2 separate regions of the Drosophila melanogaster genome follow, and region 1 is linked to region 2. The links are chromatin contacts, called in public Hi-C maps. All regions are on one chromosome and are shown on one strand. Each heading gives the region's core, a stretch centred on a gene start, on an enhancer-like site or on the middle of the called end of the contact. The rest is flanking DNA. Distances are from core to core; before and after follow the strand shown. Region 1 holds the start of CG9609. Region 2 holds the start of Nup153 (Nucleoporin 153kD).

Evidence for each region. A called contact is a pair of places that touch in the nucleus more often than the background predicts.
Region 1: a Hi-C map of the Kc167 cell line shows a contact between it and region 2, with 2.6 times the contacts expected there. The contact joins the promoter of CG9609 here to the promoter of Nup153 in region 2. A contact is called at or near these places in 28 of 107 Hi-C or Micro-C datasets (the Kc167 cell line, the ML-DmBG3-c2 cell line, the OSC cell line and 8 more) and 1 of 6 datasets of contacts at active chromatin or transcription factors (the Kc167 cell line).

The regions. Positions count from the first base shown.
Region 1 is chrX:16,782,779-16,789,554 of dm6, forward strand. It overlaps CG9609, which reads right to left and starts at 4,230. Exons shown (of 2, transcript NM_132933.3): 1 at 3,787-4,230; 2 at 2,337-3,726. The coding sequence starts at 3,972. The coding sequence ends at 2,701. Sap30 (SIN3-associated polypeptide 30) reads left to right here and starts at 4,505. Exons shown (of 3, transcript NM_001298423.1): 1 at 4,505-4,762; 2 at 4,907-5,564; 3 at 5,789-6,776. The coding sequence starts at 5,172. The coding sequence ends at 5,917. It overlaps if (inflated), which reads right to left and starts at 656. Exons shown (of 11, transcript NM_167544.2): 1 at 540-656. mRpL22 (mitochondrial ribosomal protein L22) reads left to right here and starts at 1,155. Exons shown (of 3, transcript NM_078655.4): 1 at 1,155-1,566; 2 at 1,640-1,853; 3 at 1,968-2,314. The coding sequence starts at 1,297. The coding sequence ends at 2,185. It also overlaps Rrp45.
Region 2 is chrX:16,594,523-16,600,683 of dm6, forward strand. It overlaps Nup153 (Nucleoporin 153kD), which reads left to right and starts at 4,719. Exons shown (of 8, transcript NM_132908.5): 1 at 4,719-5,117; 2 at 5,202-5,791; 3 at 5,858-6,161. The coding sequence starts at 5,633. It overlaps CG9784, which reads right to left and starts at 3,974. Exons shown (of 1, transcript NM_132907.3): 1 at 614-3,974. The coding sequence starts at 3,720. The coding sequence ends at 2,194. It overlaps Ubc7 (Ubiquitin conjugating enzyme 7), which reads left to right. Exons shown (of 4, transcript NM_001298405.1): 3 at 1-8; 4 at 169-1,345. The coding sequence ends at 287.

The sequences.
Region 1 (6,776 bases), core at 2,980-5,479, 190 kb after region 2:
GCAAAAGTTTCGACCATTTGATGTGTCATTTTGTTGGGCCATATGTACATATGGAAGAACGTTTATTTCGAAAATGGAATCACATATAAATTTATGATTTTTATGTTCATATACACAAGCTTATATCCATTCGGAAATTAAAAAAATGTATATATTTTTTAAAATTCGAAAAAGGTAAATACACTTTTTTCAAAGTTTTAACTAAATGAGCTTTGAAATCTATAAGTTTTAATTGCACGATATGCAACATTTTCGCATGTGCGTTGGTGCAAATTAATTCTGCCTCGAAAATGAGAACGCTGCAGTGAAAATGGGTTTTCCCATTTATCCAGATGGTTTAGATTCGCAATCACGAGATCTCGGAATGTAGTGCAATTCGACTATACGAGCAAATTCGCCGGCTAACCGAGGCAGAGCAAACTGGCAATGCAAATTAATGAAAACAAACAATGAGCCCTCGAAACTCCGGTAAACATTTTCGATGGCTGGATATATGTATCAGATAACACGCAAATATAAATGTTTCGCCGTTCAATTACCATCGATTGCATTTGCATACGCGAATTTGAATCAAAACTGGCGCCCGTTGAATTTCCGTTTCGAACGCGAGCGCTCCGCACTTTACACCAGGCAACTTTCGCTTCACGCCACCGAATGCAGCACTCAGATGGCTAGCAATTCCTCAGATACAATTTCAAATTTCACGCAGGGATGCCAGATCGTTGGGCGATTCAAAAGTGAGCGCGACGCGCTGTTGAGAACGATCAACTTAAGTGTATAATATTGAACTAGAATAGTTACATAGTGCATAAGGAATATTTATGTCTTTCAATTTTAATATACTTTAAAGATGGTCAATTCCAAATGGGTACTTTAATTGTTAGGTTTCATATTTTTATGAAAATGTGTATTAATTGCTAATTTGTGTGGAGATAAATGTTTCCGTTTCAATGCATTATTTTAATGGCTTCTAAATGTGAATTGCTGATATGCTCTTATTTAAGTTAATAATTTTATGTCGTACCAACTTGCTTTTACAAGTTTTTTTTTAAATCTAATAAATAAATATATTTTCAAGCAATATCGATAGCGCTGCCAGATGTTTACATATCCTAATCAAACGCTGCCATACCGCTCGCAGATCAGCCGCTTGTGCGGTACGTTTTAGGTCCACGGCATACCTGCTGCCATTGGTCACACTGGCAGATTACGCGATTATTTTTTTTACGGAAAGTCTGCGTTTTCCCTTCCGGATTGAATTGCCTGGATTTGCTGTGATAACTCAAGCAAGCTAAGATGCACAAGGTGATCCGGCAAATGTCCCAGCTGCGCCTGCAGGCGCCACAGGGAGCAGCGCTCCTCCGATCGGCGGATAGCAGCTCAATATCACCAGCCATATCACCAGTTTCACCACCTGCCCTCCAGTCGAAATCCCTGCACACGGCCGCTTCCGCCGGAATGCTGTGCGCCAAGTGGAACAAGTACAACTACGGACCCCGCAAATGGCTGGAGTACAACAAGACCGTGCATCCGCCGCAGGAAACGGACGAGGAGCCCAGAAATGCTGTAAGATACATATTTCGAACGCACTGCTGTTACCCCTCCAGCTGCAATCCTCTAATCCACTTGCATTGCACAGTATGTCTGCCACATGCGCAGCAACATCAAATACAGTCCGGACAAGATGTGGTACATCGCTGCCTTTGTTCGCGGAATGTCCGTCGACGAGGCGCTGAAGCAGCTGAACTTTGTGCTCAAAAAGGGGGCCACCGATGTGAAGGAGACCATACTGGAGGCCCAGCAAATAGCCGTGGAGCGGCATAACGTGGAGTACAAGAGCAATCTGTGGATAGGTGAGCCGCAGGGGCACAAGGAATCTATGTATCCACTATGAATGATGGATTATCATTAGTTTCTTCATCACTAACCATTATATTGATGAATCTTTGTCTGTTCTTACCTACCAGCCGAATCCTTCGTGGGCAAGGGACGCGTCTTCAAGGGCGTGAGGCGGCATGCTCGCGGTCGCTTCGGCAAAGTGGAGTACAAGCACTGCCACTACTTCGTGCGCCTGGAGGAGGGCGAGCCGCCGCAGCACTACTACCAGGAGCCGCAGACGCCGGAGCAGCAGTACGAGAGCTGGATGGAGCAGATGCGAAGCCGGAAGATCATCAACTCGCTGTAGCCACCTGAATTGGCACTCGTATGCAATCGATCCGCACTCCTGCAGTCCTCCATCGCCATCGCGTCCACGCGCATTAAGCATTTTTTTTGGTTTTAGAAGATTGTTTAATAAAATAGAAACAGACAAAAGAACTATGTCAGAGGTTCATATTGTTCTTATTTTTACTTAGAGGAGTTTATTTTATTTAGTTTTGCGCGTATATACACAATGGATATTATTGGTTTTCTCTCTGGATGCCCGAGAGTTTCGGAACTCTAGTTGAAGTCAGGGAATGTTTGCAACTGTAAGCTTAAAGTAAATAAACTAATTCGCTCCAGGCGAATACTACTAATAATAGCTTACTAATTTATGCAAATTAATGCAATTTCGGATGTTTCTGAACGCAAATCCTAAGTATTTACTGATAAATTAGTTGTTTCTCTTTTAGAAGTTGTGGTTTAAATTAAAGTAGTCATTCAATTGTTAGCCTCTTGACCAGACCTTCTCACTCCCGTCCCTTTGAATGGCCTTTTGCTCTACTCCTGCTCCTTTTCCTCTTCATCCTGCAGGGTCTGTGCCAGCAGCTCCTCGACGGGGTCATCCTTCAGCGACTGGGTGATCTTTTCGAGGACCAAAGGCTGTCGCTCGCGCACCGCCTCATCATCTTCCTTGTCCAATTGCAGGCAGGCCAGTTTGGATAGCCTCGAATGTTTGCTGCGTCCAGCATCGCGTCGTCGCTTGCGGGATGTGGACTTAGTTTTGCCCCCTTCTCCAGTCTTACTCTTGTCCTTCTTCTTGGCTTTCAATTCCTTTTTCGTCGCACCATCTTTGTGATCCCTGAGCAGATGTCTCGCCAGATTCTGCGCACTGCTGAAACAGCGGCCGCAGTCCAAGGCCTGGCACTCGAAACGCCTGCCCGAGTGGGCGGTGAGCATGTGCTGGCGTAGATTCCTGAGGTACGAGTAACTCTTGCCGCATCCCTCCTCGTTGCAGGTGAAGGAGGTGGCGCACTCATCCGTCTGCGCCGCCTCCTTGTGCTTCACCTCGAGGTGACGCTTCAGTTCGCTCGGCTTGTCGAAGGCACTATCGCAGCGGTCGCACTTATGGCGATTCTTGCCGTGCAACGAGTCGCGACAATGCTTCGTATACAACGTCCATTTGTCGAACTGCAGCGGGCAGCCGGGACACTCGTACAGCTTGCAGCTGGGCTCGTGACTCTGGCACTGCCACTGCTGGTAGAAGCCGCGCGAGCACTTCGAGCAGCTGTACGGATACTCCAGCGTGTGCTCCCTGATCTCGTGGCGCTTCAGCTTGAGCTTTTGCGAGAATTTGGCACTGCACTGGCTGCACGGATAGACCTTTGGGCTCTCGTGGGTTTCGCGCATGTGGCGGGTCATGTTGCTAACCGAGATGAACATCTTGCTGCACTCCTCCAGCGCGCACTTCACCGTCTTCTTGGCCGCCGACTCCGGACGCTCGTGGGTGCTGCGCAGATGCCTCTTTAAGTGCGTCACAATCGAGTACGTCTTGTCGCAACCCTCGTACGAGCAGGCGTGCTTCTTCTGCAAAGTGGTGGCGGCGTTACTACTGGCTTACACTTAACATACTCTAACTATACTCACAATCCCTGTGTGATGATACTCATGGCGATCCAATTGGTCCAGCCGCTTGAATGTGGCCTCGCATTTGGGCATGCTGCACGCGTACTTGGCCGAGCCGATGCTGTTGCGGCGTCCCTGGCGCTGCTTGAACTCCTCCAGAGCGGTCTCCATATCGCTGTCGCTGGCAATTTGCGTTCCAGGCGGCATTTTTGAGGGTTTTTATCTCCGAAATATTGCAATCTCTTTTTTTTTTGTGTTTTAGGTTACCGCGACATCCGCAAATGTCGTGGAATTATTTGGCCACACTCGTGTACGTGGAAATAGCCAAGGACTTAAGGTTGAAGAGATTGATTTTATTTCAATTTGGTGTAGCAAATCTATAACTTATAGGTTTCTTTTAATTTGGTGTAGAAAATCGATGATGTCCCTGGTAAGCGTTTATGATTTCGTTTTTGGAGAGATGGTAGATTTTTTGGTATTTTTCCAGGGCTGGAAATTGCTGCCTAGCAGTGTTGTACTGCAACAACTGAATAAGATGTACGATACGTTATCGAAAACGTTACATTGGTCACATTATTATTCATTTATTCAAAATATAATTGTCACATACGTTATAGCTAAGATTTTTTTTAATGTGCCTGGGAAAAGTTTGCAGTAACCCCGTTGTTTATTTGCAGAAAATTCTGCGTATTCCTTTTCCCAGTCTTTTTGAATGATTCTGTTTAATTCTCCAACTCACTACGGTGAAAATTCCTTGCGTCGATGCATTTAACAAATATATGCTTGTTAGTCCCCCGTCTCAGAAACTACAATCAAGAATTGGTCTGAAGACGAGTATAATAATATTCTATATAGACAAGCAGTCAGATACGCCTGAGAAAAAGGAAATTCAAATTTCATTGCACTAACGTGAGCTAGTGATGACAAAAACGGTAATTGGCTCAACTATCGTACCGGTGTGCGGTACCTATCGGAATTGGAATCAATGCTGGAAAAGGTAACTATATTTTGGTACACGGTATTTTTAAATTTAAGTACTGAAATTAACTAATATTTATTTAATTAATATTTTGTGCGATTATTAATACCAATTAAAAAATATTGATCGATAATCTGGAAAAAAATGCACTTGATATTTAAGATATTTGAGAAACTGCAAACAGTTTCAAATTGTCCGCTCTTGCCAGCTGCGGAGGAATTTCCCCATTTCCCAGTTTGGTCACATCGCGCTGTCGAAAGAAAATTTTTTTCTTGCAAAGAGAAACAAAGCAAAGCAATAGTCGAAAGTGAGAAAGACGAAAGAGGAGACAAAGGAGCGAAACGGAGAAAATCAGAGAAGCAGCAAGCAGAGCAGGAAGGGGGATTGGATAGGAACTCGAAAGCAATCGGCCAGGATCGGGAACAGGATGAACAACGGATTCAGCACCGGCGAGGAGGACAGTCGCGGGCACACGGACCAAACGTGCTGCCTAATCGACGACATGGAGCGGTGTCGCAACCAGGCTGGCTACGCCAGCTACTCCAAGCGCATCCAGAAGACGGTGGCCCAAAAGCGGCTCAAGCTCAGCAGCGATCCGGCCGCGCAGCACATTTACATCTGTGACCACCACAAGGAGCGCATCCAGTCGGTGCGCACCAAGCGTCGGCGCAAGGACAGCGAGGACGACAGCAACGAGACGGACACGGACCTGCACGAGTTCCCCGATCTCTACCAGCTGGGCGTGAGCACGCTGCGACGCTACAAGCGCCACTTCAAGGTCCAAACGAGGCAGGGCATGAAGCGGGCGCAGCTGGCGGATGTAAGTTTGACCTAGTTAACGAATTGAGCAGGCTATGTCCACTTTCTGTTGCCGGATTTCAGTGGGGTAACACGCTGGTCTAATGTGCTCCGTGATGCTCCATAGTTGGCCCTCTTGTAGTAGCCTCCACTCTAAAGAAAAGGCAGAAAAATGTGCCATGCCCTTTATAAGGTTTTCTAAACCCTGTTTTAATCAAGTTGCAAACCTCTACTCTTCTCCCGCAGACAATTATGAAACACTTCAAGACAATACCCATCAAGGAGAAGGAGATCATCACATTCTTCGTGTACATGGTGAAGATGGGCTCGAATAAGCTGGACCAGAAGAACGGCCTTGGCAACGACACCACCTGAAGGCGCGTCGGCGGGCGGAGGGAGGAGGAGGACGCCGACGACGTCTACTCCTTTTAACGCTGGCCAACTGCCGATCAAAAGAAATTAACAACCAAACTTCTCACATTGTTGCTGCATTTGCTGGACGTCGGCATTGTTGACCAGAATAGGGATGAACGAGAATATTGATAGTGCAATGGCTCATCCTCATCCGTGTGACCCCCAAGAAACCCAATCCTATACCCATAAGCCACCACTGCCCAAACCCTTAAGCCTTTCCCCCGACTCCCCGGAACACAAGTAATATGCGAAAAGTAAAACAGCAATGAAAGAACGTAAGGAAGAAGGCAACTGGTGCTCCCACGAAAAACAAAACAAACAAAAATTAAAAATAAATAAACTAGTATGTTGCGAAAGTGAGTCTAATATTAAAAAAGAAATTTACAAAAACTATTTGTAGCCTTGGTCCGTTGTTAATAGCTCTTTATACACGCACTACATTAAATAAACTATGTAAATTTACAAGAGAATTAACAGAAAACACAACACACTCAATCAAATAGCAATTCGTATTCTTAGGCTTAAAGACATGTTTATTTGATCGTTTGTATTATACATCATGTTAAGTGAAGTGGGGCTCTGGCTAGACATCAGTTAGTAGTAACCAGATACTTTAAGCGAATCAAAACACAATTAGACTTCAATGTGAAAGCAAATTGAATCCGGAAGCCAATACCAATTATCGCTACAAACAGAGAAATAACGAACGAAATAATTTGCAATATTTAAACTAAAACATCGTGTCGTTTGCCCCGGCGGTTTGGAGATATATTTAGAGCTCTAGTTTAAGCCTAACTTAGACGAACATCGGTTCCACAAA
Region 2 (6,161 bases), core at 3,469-5,968:
GCTGGCGGGTAAGAAAAAAGTCACAATAAAGTCTTAAGGGCAATTCCAACGGGGGTATCTACTTCCAAGTTCATTTGTTCACTAGATTATATGGTTGATCATGCCGATAGTTCACTTCACTTGTTCATTCCTTAAGTTCAAACTGATGTCGTTCATTTTTGCCCACAGAACCCAACGATGAGAGCGGCGCTAATGTGGATGCAGCAATTATGTGGCGCGAACAGAGGGATGAGTTCAACGCCATCGCCCGACGGCTGGTGCGCAAAACTCTTGGTTTACCGGCGTAAATGGATCATGTGCGTCACCGTCAATACTTTCTACCCTGAACAACACGATTCCAACAACTCGCTAACCCATAGTTTTCTCAAAAATCCCTCGTTGAGCTAACCGACACAAGTTTCAAATTAGCAAAAATGAAGAACCTAACGTCAAAATCGACTAACTCAAGTTTATCTAGCACACTGACTGCCTCACCGGACTTAACTGGAGGGCCTATTACCTGAAGTACATCACTGGTAGTTGGACACGAGGCCAGGTGAAGGCGGAGTGAGAAGTTGGCAAGAAAAGTGAAAATTCTAATAATTTCTATTATTAAAGGTTTATTTTTTTTTATATATTTTCACTAGATATAATTTGTATTGATGCTTTATAAAGATGCTGTTTTGAAAAGTTAAATAGAAATTACGATAATTCAAGTGCAAGGGCAATGTATTCGAAGTGATTGAGGCGTTTGATTTGCATTATGCTTTATGTTTGGTTTATATAGTCATTACACACTTAATTCGACTGATCATTAACTGAAATCCAACATGAAATTGTCCTATGTACTCATAAAATACTACACAATTGTAAACGTTTTCATTCGATTAAGTAAATTGATTAATGTTCACTTTGATAAGGCATACGACTGTATGTATGTATATATATATATATATTTATATGTTTATAGGTAGGTGGGTAAATGCACACCCATACACATACATTGGTTAAGTGTCCACTGGTATGAGGGTAATATAGTTATCTAATAGTTGCTGAAGGTTACTAAGCCACACGAATTTCAATTGACCGGGCCCGCATAAATTAATGCTCTCTGTCTTCTTGGTTTTCGGACCATAGATGGGCTCGAAAATGTTTACACCATTCGATCGTTCGAGTACGGTGGGCACCACAGACTTTTACGGCCCACTGTACGTTCCACCAGTTAGTCAGTCAGTCATCAAAACATTGCCAATTAGTGGGAGTGGGCAAGGGCTGCGCCAGTTCGGATTTCCATTGACCCACTGTACGGTGGGTGGGGGAAGTCAATGCAGATTGCTTGAATTTTCTGCTTGGTGGTCTACTTGGGTTGCAGCTATCGTTAAGGTGCAGTTCTTATCTAAACTATCCTTATATAAATTTTATAGATTATATACCAATCAGATAATGGAAAAAACATCGCATGCCGCTTTATAAAAGTCTACGTTTCCGGAGAAAAACCTTTTCTTTTTGTTTAAAACATTAAAAATCTTTCGTAAGTTGAGCTGGTTGGTTTAGAATCATGGTTAAAAAGTTCACTTTTCTCTTTTTTGTTATTCAAAAAATTAAATACAATTTGCCTACATTAAATAGTAGTTAAATGAAGATAAAATTATATTCATACTTTGCTACTCTATTCAATATAATACCTTTTCTCTATATATTTCACTTGAGAGGCATTCAAAAATATCACTTTTCAGACTCCGGTTTCTGCCCATTTTGGCTTAGAGCTCTCACCTGGCTCTCATCAATAAGTTTTTGCCTGTTACTGGCAACAGGGTGTGTCATAGTGTAGATGTGTGACAGTGAATGTGGCGTAATTAACCTTTTGACAAACCGGTTAAATACAAATATCTAGTGCCATGACACCGTACAAATAAAAATAACAAAATGACAGCAGAGCAAATAGAACATATGTATGCAAACGAAAAAGCGGGATTCATTCAGGGCGGGAATAGGTGGAATTGGTAGTAAACACAAATATTATTGGTTCGATAATTATGTATAATTACATATGTATGTATTAACGTATTTTGGAGGGGGGGAGAGGAGAGGAGGCGCTGAGTCAACAGCTAACAAGCAAACTTAACACGGTCACATGAGGTCAATAAAATTAGATCAACACGGCGGTTATGGAAACAGAGACTAAAGAATAAAGATATCCAGAGCCTCGGCTAGCTAGTCAACATGGTACTCCGTCCGATGGGGCGAGCCGTGCCGCTTCTCCGCCACAAAGACACCACTGACGCCGGCCAAACTGGTCACGCCCCGGACTCCGGTGCTGCGGAAATATATCAACAGGTATTGCTCGCCGTGACGCAGTTCCACATCGTCGGCGAAATCTAGCCGCACCAACTCTTGGGCATTAGCCTCCTGATGGCGACGCTGTCGCTGGCGATTCCTGTGATGATGCCGACCCCTTCGATGATGCGAGGGCGTCTCAAACGGATCCGGTTGGTGATTGGAGTCCGAGGATGAGGGCGACTCAGCCTGATTGACATACTCGTAGGCTACGTAATCCGCCAAACTGGCGTACTCCGACGGAAAGATGCCAATCCAGTCGTTGGACCCCTCGTCGAACTCTGCCTGCTTGTGATACTCCACCGTGTTCTCGTCCCCAATCTTCCAGAGCGACAGAGGCGAGAACACCACGCCGGGCGCCCGTACATTCGGGTAGAGCTTGATGGTAAAGTCACTGGTCACCGGCTTGTGATCACTGATGGTGTACAGGGGATGGGACTTATACGAGCATTGCTCAATGGATAGCTGCATGCCGGGCTGCCGGTTCAGTGGCTGCACGGCGTACATTATCCGATCCGTCCAGGCTGGCCGCCGCTTCAGGTCGTACTCGGAGGTGCCCTCGCGGAACTTGAAGGTGGGCGGAAAGGCGGGCAGTCGCTCCTGCAGAACCTGAAAGGCCAGCTGCGACTTCTCGCGAACTTGATACAATTGATCCCGCTGGATAAGGGCCTCGTGCTGGGACTCATCGCGTACCAACTCGCGCACTTCCGTCGAGGAATCGCTGCCCTGCAGTCGGAAGTTCAGATCGCCAAACCAGAAGACATAGTCGTGATCGTAGATCTCCCTATACCGCTTGACGTGGTAGTGATGGTTCTCCAGTATCTGCTTGTAGTCCTCGATGCGCTCGTCCATCATATGGTCATGGGCAGTCAGATGGGCCACCACAAAGGCCAGTCCGCAGCCGTAAAGGGTGAACCTGACACTGACGGCGCCCTTGTTGCCCCAAATGCCACCGAAACCGGTCCTCGTGAACTCCGCCTCGATGTCCTGCAAGTGCTCAACGTGCTGCCGCCTCACGAACATGCTGAGCAGCAGCCCCTGCATCTGCTCGGTCTTTACGGCCACATAGTCGTAGTTGCGTAGCAGTTCCTTAGCCTTGTGCGTCCACGGATCCTCCTTGAACAGTCCCAACACCTGTTGCTGCGGCTGGGCATTGACCTCCTGGAGCCCCAACGCATAGATGTCCGGCAAGTGGGCATTAGTCTCCTTCGTGTCCTTATCCACCGTCACATCCTGCAGTCCCAGCAGATGGCGGAGGGATATGTTATCCGGAAATCGACTGCCCACATTCCAGGTGACCACATATACCCGGTAAGTTTCCAGCTGTTGCTTCCCTTTGCCCTTCGATCCGTCCGGCTCCGAGTCCGGAATCTTGGGTGTCTTGCTAGCCTCCGTTTGGCTCATTGTTGCTGGACTTGACAAATCGAAGAGATTAACCCAACTGGCTGCTCACAGCAATCAAGTTGTTTACCCAACCGATTAAGGTTTTATTGTGTAAGTCGATTCTTTATGCCTTTGTGGATTTTGTTGCTCCAATCTGGGTTGCTGGTTAAGTTGGGTGGTGAACAGCGGCGAGGGCGGTCGGTAATTGCTGAAAATATTGCAGCACAAATAGTTTTTAACACTTGTTTGCCCAGCAGCAGCAACAACAACAACTGTGCTACAACAACACGACGAACACAATAACAACAACTAGGGATGGCAAAACTGAGAAGATGACGATATCGACTAGCGGTATTTATTTTCCAGCCCTAAAAATGTAAATTTCTTAGACGTTAAGAGGTAACATATTTGATTCATCTAGTAGTAAATTCAAGTTGTTTTAAAATGGCTTGCTAAAATTGAACCAAAACAATATGGTTTCCCCTATAACCCATTTTTTAAGATTTATTTAACATTTATACTGTATAATTTCTTTGTCATATTTGCACCTTAATAAGGGCTTTTATATTTGGCGCTCATATTATGTTCGTTTATTATATTTGCTTTATTTCTAATGCAGAATCTGTGGTCACTCTAGCACTCGCTGAATTTTAACTCGCTGGAAATTCTTTTTAGGACAACTATCGATTAACATTAGTACAGTATTTAAACTTTTGCATTATCACACAGCCAAGTAAAAACCTAAACAAATACCTCACTCCAACTTAAAGATACAAACGAGAATTCCTTTTAGTCAATGCAAATGCTTAGTATTCAAATGACAACACAAGCAAATGGTTACATATGTTATAAGTCGCACTTGAAGCGGTTCTTGAGTAATAAGCCCGTATGGCAGTTCATCACCAATTAAAAATATTTAATAATTACAGACTTCCAAACCGTAAACGTGCATGTAACCGATAGCTGCAGGCAACGTATCGATTAGCACACGCTGCCCGACACGCCGATAGTATCTGACAAACATCGATTTTGGTTCCAGCTCTACTTTGTGGCCACACACGCGTTTTTTCCCCAATCAAATCGTGCTCTTTTGAAATTCTGTTTCTTGCAAATCGGTGGTGCGTGTTCTCGTGCAACAATGGAAAACCTGAATGCGACCAGCGGCAAATGTTAAATTGCAATTAAAAGTGTGGATTTCGCGGCGGTAAAACGCCAAAATTCGTACCGAATCGCTGCGCGCGTGTGTGTGTGAGCAGAGCGTGAAGAAGAGGAACGAAGAATTGCGAAAGCAGTGTGTGCGGAAGAAGTGGAAGAAGCACAAAGACAAAAGGAAGGTGAAAATATATCAAATATATATCAAATCTATCCGGCAAAAGTAAAACAAATATTGAAGAAAACGGGCGGCATGCTGGAAAGCGGTAAGGGCAAAGCCAAAAGCAAGAACCTCGAGCGCTTCGCCCGAATTCGGTATTCAATCCTTTTTCCCGCCTCTAATTTTGCAGTGCTTGTGCCCAGAATTTGCTCTTCATTGGTGGCCAAGAAGTCAAATCCTGATCAAACGCGACCAGTTTGTGGCGCCAAACAGAATATTATTTAAAAATATCGCGGCGTGTGTAAAACCTCGGCGAAACGCGAACAAAAAAAACCACGACGGCGTGCGTAAGCGCACTCACACCTTTGCACACGCACAGACAGAGAGAGAAGGCAGGATAGAGAGTGAGAACGAAGCGAGTGAGCGAACATTATCCGCACCTACACATACAAACTAGCTCGCAGGAATTGCAACAGTGTGTGCTTTTTTTTTGGTTTTTTTTTTTACTTACGTTTTTTGTTGTGTGTGCGGCAACGCTTCTTTTTCGCGTTTTTTTTGCATCTCTCTTTTGTGCCGTTGCTTCGCCGGCTAAAAAGGTGAGTCTGAATCTAAAGCGGCATAATGGAGGATGCACAGGAGCAAAGGGAATCCTCGCAAGCCGAATTGGCCAAAAAGCATCCGCTGACGCCGCTCAAGGAGCTGCCTGAAGAAAGCGAGGAGGAGGAGGAGGAAGAGGATGAATCCTCGGCGGGAGCCCTACGGGAGTCTGACAGCAACAACGTAAGTACAGTCGACGATAACTTGGTTCCCATCAAATATCCAACTTCCGTGCAATTGCAATTGCAGTCCATCATGGGGAAGATGAAGATGCGCGTGTCCAGCATTCTGCCCGCCTCCTTGAGCGGTTGGTTTTCGCCGTCGTCCAAAGATGGGAACGATGCCTTATCCTCCCCAGCTAATCTCCGCCAGTCACAGCCACGCCAGTCCAATGGACGCCTCACTACCAAGCGGAAACGAGGACGCCGTCGGATAATGCTAGCCGAAGTGGATGCCGATGCAGCCGATGATCTTGATGACGGCTCCGATGCCAAAGGCCTCAACTATGAGGAGGTGGCCCTGGCCGACAACATAGCCGAACACGACCTGGCCG